2 separate regions of the Mus musculus genome follow, and region 2 is linked to region 1. The links are chromatin contacts, called in public HiChIP or PLAC-seq maps. All regions are on one chromosome and are shown on one strand. Each heading gives the region's core, a stretch centred on a gene start, on an enhancer-like site or on the middle of the called end of the contact. The rest is flanking DNA. Distances are from core to core; before and after follow the strand shown.

Region 1 (7,639 bases), core at 3,233-5,732:
CAATTCTTCAAAGACATGGAAAGAGCAATTCTCAAATTCACCTGGAAAGGCAAAAAAACTTGAATAGAGAAAACAATTCTTAACAATAAAAGAAAAGGTGGGGGAGTCACCATCCCTGATCTCAAGCTTTACTACAGAGTAATAGTAATAAAAGCTGCATGGTGTTGGTACAGAGACTGACAAAGACTGATCAATGGACTAGAACTGAAGACACAGAAATAAAACCACACACTTATGGTCACTTGATCTTTGACAAGATGCCAAAAATATACAATGGAAAAAAGAAAGCATCTTCAATAAATAGTGCTGGTCTAACTGGCTGTCTGTATGTACAAAAATGAAAATACACCCATATTTGTCACCTTATACAAAGCTCAAGTCCAAGTGTATCAAGGACCTCAACATAAAACCAGATACACTGAATCTAATAGAAGAGAAAGTGGGAAAGAGCCTTGAACTCATTGGCACAGGGGGAAATTTCCTAAACAGAACTCTAATGGCTCATGCTCTAAGATCAAGAGTTGATAAATGGGACCTCATGAAACTGGAAAATTTCTGTAAGGCAAATCGGCAACCTACAGATTTGGAAAAAATCTTCACTAACCCCACATCTGATAGAGGGCTAATATCCAAAATATATAAAGAACTCAAGAAGTTAACCACCAAAAAACCAAACAAACTCTCCAATCAAAAAAATAGGGTATAGAACTAAACCAAGAATTCACAACTGAAGAATCTCAAATGGCTGAGAAGCACCTAAAGACATGTTAGAAGTCCTTAGTGATCAGAGAAATGCAAATCAAAACAACCCTAAGAGTCCACCTTATACCAATCAGAATGGCTAAGATCAAAACCTCAAGTGACAACACACATTGGAGAGGATGCAGAGAAAGAGGAACACTCTTCCATTGCTGGTGGGATTGCAAACTGGTACAACCACTCTGGAAATCAATCTCGAAATTCCTCAGATGTGGAGAGCCATGCCGTGAGCAATCCCCATTATAAGATGGCGCTGTCTTCCACTGCGCCTAACTAGTAAACAAGCCTTATGCACAAGTGCAAGAGTAAACTCACGCCTAGTCACTGCCCATCTCGGGGCATAGTAATGGGGTGATGGGCGAGCAACTAATCAGGTGCTGTCACGCCACATCAGGTGCTGAAATGTCACGCTGCAGGCTATATAAGCAGCTCCATTTTCCGGGTTCGGGGTCTTCCTCCTGAGAAGTAAGCAATAAAGCTTTTTGCCGCACTCAGAAAATTGGAAATAGATCTACCTGAAGATCCAGTTATACCACTCTTGGGAATAGACCCAAAAGTTGCCCCACCATGCCACAGGGGCACGAGTTCCACTATGCTCATAGTAGCCTTGTTTGTGATAGCCAGAAGCTGGAAACAACCTAGATGTCCCATGACAGAAGAATGGGTACAGAAAATGTGGTTCATTTACACAATGGAGTACTACTCAGCTATTAAGAACGAGGACATCCTGAGTTTTGCAAGCAAATGAATGGAACTAGAAAATATTATCCTGAGTGAGGTAACTTAGACCCCAAAGGATGTGCATGGTATGTACTCACTAATAAGTGGATATTAACCCTCCCCGCCCCCCCCCCCACAAAAGTACAGATTATCCAAGATACAGTCCACAGAACTCAAAAAAGTCAACAAGCTGAAGTACCCATGTGAGGACACCTCAGTCTCACTTAGGTGAGAGAAGAAAGCAATCCCAAGTGGAAAGGGAGCGAGGGACCTGGGAGGGAAAATAAATGAGGGGAAAATGGGGGTAGCAGGGAACATGATCTGGTATTGGGTGAGGGAAAAGGACTGAAGCCCTGAGGGCCAGTAAAAGAATGGAAACAGGCAATTTCAGGAAATAGGAGGTTGAGGGGCCCCTCCAGAATGCACCAGAGACTTGAGAGATGAGAGACTCTCAGGACTCAAAGGGATAAAATGCCAGACAGTAGGGAGAGGGAACTTAGAAAGCCCACCTCCATCAGGAAGACAGGTCATCAAGTTAGGTATTGGGTTGCCATCCCACAGTCACTACTCTGATCCATAATTGTTCCTGTTTGAAAGAATTACAGGGATGGAAATGGAGAGGAGCCTGAGGAAATGAAGATCCAGCAACAGGCCCAAAGTGGGATCCAGCTCAAGGGGAGGTCCCAAGGCCTGACACTATTACTGAGGATATGGAGTACTCTTAAAAAGGGACCTATCATGACAGACCCCTGAAAGATCCAACAAGCAGCTGAAAGAGTCAGATGCAGATATTTGTACCCAACAAATGGATAGAAGCAGCTGAACCCTGTTTTTGAATTAGGGAAGGCTGAAAGCTGAGAAAGGCGATCCTGCAGGAGGACCAGCAGTCTCAATTAACCTGGACCCCTGAGATCTCTCAAAACACTGAACCACCAAACAGACAGCATACACCAGCTGATATGAGACCCCCAACACACATACAGTAGAGGACTTCCGAGTATGTGATCATTTAGAGATGATACACCTAACCCTCCTGAGACTGGAGGCCCCAGGGAGTTTAGGGGTCAGGTGGGGTGGGGGCTGGAGGCATCCACGAGGAGACAGGGGGTGGAGAGGAGATATGAGATGTGGAACAGTCGGAGGGTGGATTGGGCAAGGGAGGAATAAAATATGGAGTGTAAAAAAGAAAAAAAGAACTCCCAATGTCCCATTTCCCAAACACTGGAATTACAATCACATGTCACCATGATAGGTAAATACAGTAAAGAGCTAAGTTCCAGAATCAGGAAGACTGGAATCTCAGTCATGACAATTTTATACGTATATGTTACGACCTCTCAGTTGCACTATAAAATGTATGCAAAGAGACAGGATTTTTCTTTTGTAAACATTAAATAGTGAATATAAACTGCTAGGCAGAAGGCAGAGACACCTGTGAGCATTCATGAAGTGCTATATGAATCCAAGGCACAAATAAGAACAGTGCTTTTTTTTTTAAAGCTAGTTGCTATGCGTGACGAACATAAAATCTCCCTGAAAGTATTTATAACTGTTTAAGATATAAGTTAAAAAAATCATAAGGTGACAATATTTGCATCATTCAGAAACTATAAAAGTTCAGTGATTAATCAAACAGGCAGTTAAAAAGATCAACATGCTTTTCTAAATATAGTTTTACTCTCAAAAGGCAAAGGGGCGCTTGTCTGATGCTTCAGGTCCCTTTAATTGAATATATGACATTTTTCTTTTTAAAAAGATTTGTTTATGCATATATTTTATGTACATGGTGTTTCATCTGCATGTATACCTGCACACCCGAAGAGGTCACTGAATCTCATGTTACTAGAGTTACAGATAGTTGTGAGCTGCCATGTGGGTGCTGGGAATTGAATTAGTGACCTCTGGAAGAGCAGAGAGCTCTTAATCAGTGTACCATCTCTCTAGTCCTAATATTATATTTTAATTTATGGTACACTCTAGACGTCTTTTGAGATTGACTGATTTGGAGAAATGGGAAAAGGTGATCAACAAATAATAAGAGGATGAGTGAACTCCCCCGAGGAAACTGCATTGGTCAAGAAAGAGTAACACTTTTTGCGTCTTTGAATAAATGAGCATCTTTCCTCGAACTAGACATTTGTCAAAAGCAATTTCTCTTTACAACTCCTCTGGGTAACTCCAAATCCCCACCCAAAATTATCCTGAACTATTCGCAGTGAGTTCATAGTAAAGTCAGAACATTCCTTACTGAAAGTGTACCTGATTCTAATCAATGATTTCCACAACATAAAACGTGTATCTAAAGCTGATGCATACCGTTATAGGAATGATAGCGTCTCAGTAATGCATAGCAGAAAAAAAACAAAAAACAAAAAAAACAAAAACAGAAGCCATTTTTAATTAAAACTGAAGGAGAAAAGTTCAATTAATTGAAAATCAGGAATGTCCCATTCTGAATGCATGCAAAAGCCGCCGTCTTCAGCTGCCTGCTTGCCCTCCCAAGTGAACCCCCAACTATTTTAACAGTATTCAGTAAAGGGTACATAATGTAACTTTCAAGAAACAGGGAGACCAAACCCTGCGAATAGACAGGGTAGAAACACTGCACAGAACCAGTTGTCTTCGGCTAAGATCGACTTCCACGTTGGAGGTAAGTCAAGCGAATGAAGACAGTGAGCCGGATCCCAGGGCCTTCTCCAGCCTCAAGGAGGATCAGGCACCAGAGGAAAGGATGGGGATTTAGGGGGCCAACTTCTGTCTGCTCACTTCTCGGTCCTATCCACATTCGGCAGGTAGCTGGCAGGCCGAAAACACCGGGAAGAGAGGGAAAAGTCACTTACCAATCTCCGTCTATGGCGCTGATCCTGCAAGGGCCTGACGCGCTGGCCAGAACCAAATAGTCGGCATCTCAGGCAGCCCTGGCGACCGCTCGAGAGCGTCACTGACAACCACCCGGAACTGGTAAACTGCTTCCGGGAACGCCGAGCGCGCGGCGGGAAATTGTTTCCTAGAACCTAGTTTATTGGAGCAGGGAGTCCTACGGTGGTAGTCGTCGCCCCTACCGCCACCACCGGCAGCTTCGCAAGACGAAACCAGCCCAGAAGCTTCGGCCGGGAAGGTAAAGCGCCTCAGCTCGGAAGACGCCATTTACCGCGTTCTCAGGCAGCGCCTCTGACTTCCCGGCCGTCCTCTCTGGGCCGCGGAGGCGCTTGGCGCTCGTGCTTTCACAGCCTTGGTTCCTTCAAGGTGAACTCGGGGCCCGCGCCCGTGCCGATGGCCGGGCCCTCCGATCTCGGCCTGCCCGGCCCTTCTGGGCAGACAGGTCCCTGGCGAGCCCCGCAGCGCGCCCAGGCCGCTGCCCGCTGCCGGGGCTCCGGGCGCTAGGCCGCTCGCGTCTCCCGTTTCCATAGAACCGCCTAGGACGCCTCACCCCGTGCCAGTTCTTGGATGCCTACAAACCTTAGCTTCCATGAAGGTGGCAGGGATTCCCAGGGCCTGCCTTTCATTAAGATGAAAAACGAGACATTCTTTCTCTCGAGTAGAATTGTTTTTCACACCGAAATGAAAATGAGCTTTTTATCTCAGCGGTATTGTAGGCTTTGAACAGCAGCGCGCGAGCACCTCTCCTAAAGGAAGGGTTTGTGTTCCTGGGGTTCCTGAGCACCAGGACAACTCTAAGTGACAGAAATGTATTGCGTTTTCAAGGTCTGGCTAAATTGATACTCATTTACCTTAATACTCCAAATCGGGATTTGGGACCTGTGGTTGATCGAAATTGATTTTCAATTCCCCAAGCTCTTTTGTGAAAAATGACTATCCTCTACAGAGGAAAATAGATAAATAAATAAGAGAAAAAATTCCTTTGAAACATTGGAAATGACTTGAATTCAATCACGACCCAGGTCTTATATTGGTTTTCAAGCTGTTGCTGTGAATGGAATGATTCTTGTTTATTCTAGGTGTTCAAAACATAGCTTGATCATTTGGGTAGATTTGTGTGAGAAGAAATTTGATTATTTGTAAGGTAACATTAAGAATTTCACGACCTAGGATGTTGAAACACTCAAATGTTTAGATATATCTTAATGTGAGACAGTCTTCAATAAGCAACTAAACTTCAGTTAGACCTGTTTTCTTAGTCGAGATTTTTCTCATGCTTCATTGACTTGGGTGAAAATCAATGATATGATTTAGAATATTTTTGCTTTTGTAAAGCAGAAAGCTTAGATCATGTTGGTGTATGAAACAGTAGTCTGTTGTAATTCCTTTTCATAATCAAAATAAAGAGCAGTTAAAATTCCATTCCATGCATTCACAATTTCCATGGCTGCCTCTTTGATTTTTAGGAAACCAATAGTATAGGCTTACTAATTAAATAGTATTTTCAGTTTGTTTCTTGGCTGTATTATTCTACAAATTTCCACTGTTTTAAAAACCAGGTAAAGAATAAATTCAGTTCTCCATAGGTTAAAATCATAAGGCTAAAGGAGACTGAATACTTTCAGAACTTAAGTCGAACATCACCTGTTCTTTTTAAGCGATTCCAACAAGATTATTTTGAAATTTAAAATATATTATTTTAATAATATGCATGAAAATTTTCAATAATTGATCCAAATCTGTTTTGAGAGAGAAAAATAGAAACTTTTATCAATAGGAAAGTAATAAAACTCTTTAGAATATTCCAGGAAATATGTGAATATTTTAGATATTGGAATTATGTTTTTGAAAATGATTAATAATTGTTTAATTTCTTCATTTTGTTGTTCTAAATGTCTCCTATCCCACGTAGTAGATTCTTTTTTCATGTAGTATTACCTTCCTGCTATACTGATAGAAATTAGATTGCTTTGTAAAATTGCCTCATAAGATTGTTTAAGAGAGGTAGATTAAGTCTAAAATTTAAGCCAGATTGGCATTGTAGAAAAGGCATAGCCTTTCCACAGTAACAGACTTAAATCTTGGTTTCACTGTCTATCCAAAGATTTAAATCCTCAAGGTAGGTTTTTTTTTTTTTTTTTCTCTGCCCTTGGTACTAGGGATTGACTCAGTATTTATTTCCTTATCTAGGTTAAATTAGGTGTAATTTCCAGCATTCTTACCAGTATCTTGTATTCTCATCTACATTTAGGTAGATATACTGGATAAATATATGAAGTTTTTAGACTTGTAGAACACACTTGGTTCTTAATAAGAATTAAATCAATCATTTTAATTAATCTTAGACTTGTGCTTTTCTTACAGTTTGCTTCTTAAGGACTACTTTAATCCCAAATTCAAAGTTTTAGTCCAGCCAGCACCATGTATAGTGTTGGAGAGATAGGAATGTCTCTACATTGTTCTTCAGTCTCCTATTTTTTCTTTCTTACACATTTTGTTAATTCTCTGTTTCCAAATTCTTCATTAAAGGAATTAATGACCATTTCTTTTTAATATTCAAGAATATTTCAGAAATCTCATCACTAGGGACTTAGGGTTTTTTGTTTAGATTTGTGTTTTGTATGTTGCTTGTAGATTGAGCCTAGGGTCTTGCAGATGCTATGTAGACACAGTAGCTTTGAGCTCCATTCTCAGTCCCTCCAGACCTCAGTTAAATAAGGTCACATTATGGGAAGGTGGGACAGGAAGTAAGATGGCTTCTTTTTATGTTTATTTTGTGTGTGCCTGTGTATATATATGTTCCATCTGTGTATTGGGATCAAATCAGGTCTTTAGGCTTGGTGGCAAGAGCCTTTACCTGCTGAGCCACTAACAACATTTTTTAAAACAAATTCCAAAGGCTTGATATATTAGACCAAAGGTCTATTTCGTAGGCCAGGATTCCAACACTCCACCTGTAATTACACAATTCAGAGCCAGCAGAATATAACTCACATAGTATAGGAGTGTATGCTATTGTAGTGTATGTATTGTAGCAGTATTGTAAAACAGAAATCCAGAGCTTTGGCCATACTCAATTTCATTGTAATTTTAAGTTTAAATTTAATTTTTCAGTTAAATCTCTCAAATTGTGAATTCAAAGCTGTGAAATTAACCGTCCTGGAGACTTGTATATATTTTGTAAAAGTCTGTTCAAATAATCTCCAGTAAAAGATGGTCTTAAATCAAAATATTATCCTATTATAATGAAAACAAAGAGACTGCTAATTTTTAACATGCG
Region 2 (7,639 bases), core at 1,304-3,803, 980 kb before region 1:
GAAAGGACCACTGGGGTAAGGGCAGAGAAATAATTTAATAGGAAATGTCTTCCTTACTTTGACGTACATTTTAATGATGTTATCGAGTGACAGAATTTTTTAAAAGAATTAGGGATTGAGCCCAGGGTTCTGTCTATATTAAGCACAGCTCTACTACTCACAGAAACTTCAGCCCCAGAGTGCTCTTTCTACTTTAGAACCATAGTAATGGTGCATCATATTAAAGACACATATTTCCATGTTGATGGCATTACTTTCATTTCTTTTGAAAGTCCCTATTCTCCAAAACTAATGGCATGACTACTAAATTTTAAAATGTAGTTTTTACATTTTAAGAATTAAATAGGTTTATATTTCTCTATGCTAAAGTCTCTCAAGATCCTTCCTAAACCCTGCTGAAATTACTGTTTGTTACTAGTGTCTAGAGTCACTTTACAGTACCTTCCCTGTTCCTATCAACTATAAAACAACATTAATTTTTAATGCTCCCTTGTTTATAAAACATTTGAGTATGATCAGCACACAAACTCCATTTTCCTTTATCAAAGCTTTCTTTAACACCTGTGCAACTTTTATGAATACAACTCCTATGTTTAGAAACATTCTTTATAAAAATCATTTATTATGTTTCTGACTGAATCCGGGAACCATTTTTCTTGTTCATACTTTGGTAGCTTTCTGTTGTTAAAGGGTGCTACTGATGACGCCCCCATGCACATGACAATCGCAGCTTCGGGTCCTCAGTCCTATCACAAGTCGTCTAACGGCTTCTGTTTCTATGTGGCTCCTCTTGAGGACACATTGGCAACTATAGCAGTAGAATGTGCCCAGGACTTACACAGATAATTCCTGGATAAGATATCAATTTTTAACTTTTTTTAGCTTTATGATTCTCTGAAAATCACATTGCTGAGACTCTATTTCTTCACTTACAAAGTAGAAACAATAATATTCATGTTATGTCATTTTTGGGGAATGTATAAAATTATATATGAAAAAGGGTTTTATACATCCTAGAGCACCATCCCGATGGAAATATAAATTTCAGTGTCAGATATATGAGCTATTTGTGTTCTTTATTCTCAAGTCTAGATGCATTGTTATTTCTTTTCATAAAATTGTCAGTTGCATTGACCATATACGTTTAGTCCAATTTATGGAAGCATTTATAGTTACACACACACACACACACACACACACACACACACTACCTTGTACCAACTTCCAGGAGTTTTACAGTTACAGTAATTCAGAAACAGAGTTTTATGCTCTGCCTATCCACCTCTCTCTCTCACTGTCTTACTAGGAGTTCTTTGACTTTGTAGCCTTAAATTTCACATAATGTGGACATTTGTGATGTTCTTCTGCACAGCATCTGATTCACTCCCAATGGCTAAAGGAACACTTAGCCTATAAGTGGTATTGGCGAATAGGTGAGAAATTTCATCTTTGAAAGAAGGTCGGTAATTTACAAGGGAAGGGACAAGAAATTTAAGTGGCTTAGTGTGTTTCTTTTTCGTCTCCTAGATAAAATATCTTAGGCAGTGATACAGCATGAGTGAAAGCACACAGCCTTAACATGGACAGAGAAGTGCAGAGAGTCCACATACATATCCTTAGCCAAAGGAGAACCACGTCTCCACTTCCTAAGCTTTCCAGTCCTAGTTATTCATGATCTCGTTGCCTTTCTAAGTGTTTGTCAACACACTTCCTAATATGTGATATCAATTATTTGTTGGGGAGTTTTTGTAATAGATTTCATTTTGCCTCATGCTTATTGTTCATTTCTTCTTTCTAAAATGTCTACTCCTTTAAGGCAGAGGCTCTGCCATGGCTCCTGTTGTGTCTTCTTCCCGTGAGAATTTGCAAAGTCAGCATGTAACATGCATTTGTTGACTGAATATGAATGTGAATATGAAGTAGTGGAAGCTCAATTGGACCTCACTGAAAACTAGAAACATAAATGTTCTAAGTACTGCAAATGTTTTATTTTCTAAGCATAAATATATGCTTTAAAAATGCAGGTGTCAGGTTCCAAATAGTAAAAATGATGAGCTAAGGCATGTCTGCCTCTAACCCACTTAGAAGTCTCTTATCTTCAACAACCTCATCATACAAATATGACTGTGAGAAGCCTTTGGATATACAGATAACAAAGCTTAAAGAATACATTTGGTTAAAACTGGATTTAATGCTACTTTCTGTTTTAATAGGGTTCTCAGTAAAAAGAACTATTTCTATTACCGAGAAATAATTTTATGGATTCATATGCTATTCAGATTTATCTACTTTTATTTTTTTATTTAAAAGTCATAAAAGGAAGAAATAGGGTATTGCTATATTATTTTGATCTTTAATATCTCACCACACTTAATGCATTTAAAAAAGAAACAAACAGAGAACACCTCACATCTTCCTTTTGGTCCAACCAAATGACAGATGGACATTACTCACAACAAAACCAGGCAGAGTTTTGAGGCTTGGGCAGGATGCAGCTTTCCGCCCGCATGGTCTCTCGTGTGGTAAGGATGCAGCTTTATGCCTGCACGGTCTCTCACATGGTAAGAACCTGCTTCCTGAGCCCCCAAGGTGTTAGTAACACCCCACAAGATGTATGCTTGATGGATAAAGCTTTTCCAGGGCCACCTACATCTTTTTAATTTTCCATGCTGTCCTTGCTGCTCACCAGGGGTTAGGTGCCTCACATACATTGTTTTTCAGTACATGTGAACTGTAGCTATGGAAGATGAGCCTCTGTAAAGAGTGTGCTTCCCATATGCCTGAGAGAGCATGGAGAATTGTATACAGGGATAAGTTAACACTTTACTATCTGCAGATCTCAGATAAGAGGAATAGAATATCAGGAGCCCTGAGTGTGCAGCCTCTCTGTGAGCACAGCCAATAGTCAGTCTGCAGTTTGCTTGATGTTTTATAGGTGTCCACTCTGTGAGAGGCAGCACAAGAACTGAGAAAACCGAGATACAGTCCACTTGACGAGAACAACCTGTTAGCCCATTGGGCAGACATTAGCAAGGGAGAAGGGAGATGAGCAGAAAGTTCCATTAGAACACTTGACTTTATGGAAGATATGTCGCAATTGATTTTTCCTTGACATGCAAGTTTTTTTTTTTTTTTTTTTTTTGTCCAAATTCTTATTAAAAACATCAGCAACTAAATTTGCTTTCATGGGCACTGTTTTTAAGGTAATACTTCTTATTTTCATATATTTTAGTGAGGTAAGTGGCTATTCTTTACACTGGACAGGACTTTTGCAAAGTTTTCTCTCTGTGAAGAGTAAATGGCCTTTCTCAGGATTTTAAGTTGGGCTTCTATTATTTCTAATGCAACAGCAACTGTTCTCTCAGTTTTTCTAGGATCTTTGTTACTTAAAGCTCAAGAGATGCTTACTTCAGGCTCTCATTGGAGGCCTTATTCTTATGCATTCATTTCCTACCAGAAAAACTAACAGACATTGAAGAGTTGAGATTAAGGTACATACATTACATATTGTTTAGGTTCTTCCATTATACAGTGACTTATGATAAGAATCAATGTAGTTTGTCTCTTAATCCTAAAATTTAGACATAATCCAATATTATACTGTATGCTTTTATTAATCATTGATATAAAACACCAACAATGTAAGGGAGGCTGACTATTTTGTAGTGCTTTGGTGAAAGACATCTCCCACTGTGTTAGTTTCTATTTCTTGGATAGTGAGTAATCTATGTAATTTTGCTTTCCTTTTTCCTTCTAGAAACATTTACTTTAGACAGCTGAGGCTAAGAGGTTAACAAAAAAGATGAGATCACTGACTTCAAGGCATTTGTAGTCTTAGGAGGAGTGAGACATCAGTCTAAGAATTTAATAAATAACAACTTATTTATGAGAAAACAGCATGTATGTGGTGACTTTTTTGGTATTTAGTATACACAGTATAGCTTTCCATATGAGCTTGCATGCTTTTGCTTTCTAAGCAAGGTCAAGCTTGCCAGCCATCATTTCCATTCTTTGTTTGGTCTTGACTGTAAGAAAACTCATAGATAAATTTTATGATATAATATGATTGTTTTCTTATATGCTGATGGCCAATTACTTTTATCTTGAACTAGTTTCTACTTTAATAGAAAGGAAAGGCCATAGAGAGACGATTCTAGGTACAGTCACCCTACTACAATGTCTTTTTAAAAAAAGATTTATTTTATTTATATGAGACTGCCACTGCCTTCAGACACATCAGAAAAGGGCATCAGATCCCAATACAGATGGTTGTGAGCCACCATGTGGTTGCTGAGAATTGAAGCAATCCATGCTCTTAACTGCTCATATCTCCAGTCCCACAATGTCTTTTTCTTTCTTTCTTTCTTTCTTTCTTTCTTTCTTTCTTTCTTTCTTTCTTTCTTTCTTTCTTTCTTTCTTTCTTTCTTTCTTTCTTCCTTCCTTCCTTCCTTCCTTTCTTTCTTTTTTAATTTTATTTTTAATTTTATTTTTAATTAAATTTTTTTTTTTACATTTTAAATGTTATCCCCTTTCCTAGTTTCCCCTCCAAAAATCCTCTACCCCCTCTCCTCTCCCCCTGCTCCCCAACCCACCCAATCCCATTCCTGGCTCTGGCATTCATTCCCCTATACTGGGGCATAGAATCTTCACAGGACCTAGGGCCTCTCCTCTCATTGATGACCGACTAGGCCATCCTCTGCTACATATGCAGTTGGAGCCATGAGTCCCACCATGTGTTTTCTTCGTTTGGTGGTTTAGTCCCAGGGAGCTCTGGGGGTACTGGTTAGTTCACATTGACCACAATGTCTTCTTAAAGTTGCATTTATAGTTGCATTTTAACACTTGAATTGTTCTACACACTCACTTTTGTATAAAGCAACACAAAATTTTTATACAAGTTCCTACTTTGAGTTATCTTTAAATCCCGTCATAGTCTTTACAAATGACAGGCTTTAAGATAAGTCAAAGTTGGAACTTTCTATTACCTTCAGCTCCACAACAGAAACAAGAACTGATTAACATTTCATAGAAATACCACAGATCATGCTATGTTAAAAAAAAAAAAAACAACTATCATCTTTCAAATTCTGCAGTATTTTAATGGTGCTTCTAATAGTGCCTACCACTTGGAAGAATTCCACTGTTTGGCTCCTACAAAGTGGTTTTTTGACAGCAAATGTGTAGGAACCTGTATCTATCCTGAAACTTGAATCTGAGCCATTTAGACATGATGATGTTGCCCAAATGTGAAGTGGTTTCCATTGGCAGTACCATAATATCTTCACACTGAAGCATGAAGCTGAGTTTGTGGGATGTTAGCTACCAAAGAAGCAGAAATTATCTAAGTCTTGATCAGATGGGAAAAAAATTTAAAAAGACTTGCTGGCATTCATTCATTAGAAAATGAAAAAAAAAACTAAGATGCTAAATAACAAAGTTAACAGCTCTAAGGAGAAGCTGGAACTTGTATTCTGAAGGCTTTATCATCATCACTACCCTGTTCATACTTGCCAATAAATGTGTATTGAGTTCTTGAGCTCTCTCCATGTACAAAACACAATGGGGTTTGCAAGTTATAATGGTCCTGAAAGACCCATATTCTAAGCATGGAGTTTTCACTCTTTTCTCTAGCATCTCCCCCGACCCCCGCCTCACCTAACTTCTTGTTTCCTTAATGCTAAAATCTTCTTACTCTTCTTTCTAAGCCACCACAAGTTCCTTTTTACCTGCTTGTAATTCCACATATATTTCATTGGGTCCTGAAGATAGGAGATGCTCAATAAATATGTATGAACTGAAGGAATAGAACACAAGGGTCTTATGTTTAATTGGTAGACAGGAACGAGGTCATGTCCTGCTGTCAGACATCTTTATTTTAAACCCTGTACTTAGCTGTGCTCCTGTACATTTATTAGTAGAACCTATTAGGCTGGCAGGAATAAGATATAAAAGAGACCAAATTTGGATTACAATTCTTCTTTAGGCAGAAGAGGGAAAACAAGTTTGTTTGTTTGTTTTTTTTTTTTTTAATATACAGAGAAAGCTATGAAGAGCCAATTTCTAGAGAGTCTTGTAGGATATAGCAGCAGTCAGGGAGACCAGATAAGGAAAGGTGAAACCAGTGAGAGTAGGATGATGGCCCTGAGAATAAAGAAGACATTACAAACCAAAGGGAGAGGAAGAAGGCACAGAACACATGACAAGTTGGAGAGAGGGGCTAGTCAGAAGGTCTGTGTGACACATCCTTATAATATCACTAACAGCAAAAGTCATAGTTTAATAAAAATCAAAACAATGATTATAAGCAATGACTTAATACATGATAGGACACTGCTAATAAACCCGGCATTAGGTCAGAGGGTACAGAAGGATGAGTGGGGCAAATGCTGCTCCTGTTGCCACAGGCTTAAGAGATTATGAGAAAACAGAGAAGCTATAATAATACAGGGGAAGGGCTTGATCGCAAGACAGAGACATAGATGTTTATGATGGAGCCCTAGAGTATAATGGAACATATGTTGGTAGCACACACAGAGTAGAGTTTGGGATTTCTTTGAGGAAATAACATTTAAATAATGGTCTTGTTAGTAGTTGGGAGCCCTGAACCAGGCATAGCATGTTGAGAGAGTGTCAATCACAATGCGTTCTCACCATCTGCTCCTTCTTGGGAGGCTACATTGCTGCCAGACATACTTCAGGACAATAAGGGGTCATCCTCACTCATGACTGATTAAATCTGGGAAGGGATTGAGCTGATACGGCAAGTCCATTGGCCTGTCACTTACGATCTTATAAAATAAATCATTTTCAAGAGTTTGAGTAGAAGAAACTAAGAAATTCTTGTGGCATTGAAGCTGAACTATCCTGAGGGAAGCTAGAGGCCATGCATTTGCCAAAAGTTGCTACCAGAAAGAGAATGAAGGCAGAACAGGTGCCAGCCAGAGTGAGTGAGGGAGAAACAGAGACCTTTTTCAAGAAAGATGCCATGTATTCAGTGAACAAGAAGACCTTTTAACTTTTTTTTTTTTTTTGTAGAACAATACTAATTTTCTATGACTTTCCAATCACAAGGAAATAACTACATTCTTGAAAACAGGCACATTTCACATTAGACCAGTATTAGAAAGTCTAAATGCCTTCAATTATAAATTCCATGCAGGATCCAGTTTTCAGCAATTTTTGTAAGAATTTCTTTAGGAGATAAATTTCATGTTCACTATAAGAACTAAGAGTTGAGCTAGCTAGCTGTGCAAGTTTCGATTCTTTTTTTAGGGAAAAAGGCTCAATTAAAACAGGTCATCCCATATTGGATAAAAGTAAACTAAAAAGGAGTGACTGTATTGAGTTCAGCTACCAGGGTAAATAAATGACTACAAAGAGAAACAAATCTGCTCACTCCTTTTAAATGTCTTTAATTGTCATAATTATAGCACTCTTATCTCAACACAGATGCATGGGATACGTTCTTAGGAAAATTGCCACAAATGTTGATACTTACACTCAAATGTTATATTTGTACATTATATACCAGACACATACAGACGAAATATATTCAAATACACCTACACACCTAACTAAATGTCTTTAGTAAGATACCAATTATACCAAATAACAGAGTAAGCCAATAAACAGAACCGAC

Evidence for each region. HiChIP or PLAC-seq counts read pairs in DNA pulled down with a chosen protein or histone mark.
Region 2: a contact with region 1 is called in an H3K4me3 HiChIP or PLAC-seq map of pro-B cells, with 4 times the contacts expected there. The contact joins the enhancer-like site here to the promoter of Slf1 in region 1. A contact is called at or near these places in 4 of 39 promoter capture datasets (cranial neural crest, hippocampal neurons, liver and 1 more), 1 of 484 Hi-C or Micro-C datasets (cortical neurons), 4 of 115 datasets of contacts at active chromatin or transcription factors (bone marrow-derived macrophages, forebrain, large pre-B cells and 1 more) and 2 of 9 other capture datasets (adipose tissue and liver).

Annotation. Positions count from the first base shown.
Region 1 is chr13:77,132,311-77,139,949 of GRCm38.p6, reverse strand. It overlaps Slf1 (SMC5-SMC6 complex localization factor 1), which reads left to right and starts at 4,482. Exons shown (of 21, transcript NM_134071.3): 1 at 4,482-4,597. It overlaps 2210408I21Rik (RIKEN cDNA 2210408I21 gene), which reads right to left and starts at 4,414. Exons shown (of 20, transcript NM_001145676.1): 1 at 4,320-4,414.
Region 2 is chr13:78,113,160-78,120,798 of GRCm38.p6, reverse strand. The region is part of intron 9 of Fam172a (family with sequence similarity 172, member A); the gene reads right to left. Among named protein-coding and RNA genes, the nearest start is that of 3110006O06Rik, 54 kb to the left of the region's middle. Within about 2 kb of position 2,553, at least 3 of the 459 cell types and tissues checked have an H3K27ac peak or open chromatin away from gene starts, as enhancers often do. A contact at or near this core is called in pro-B cells, where this site is marked.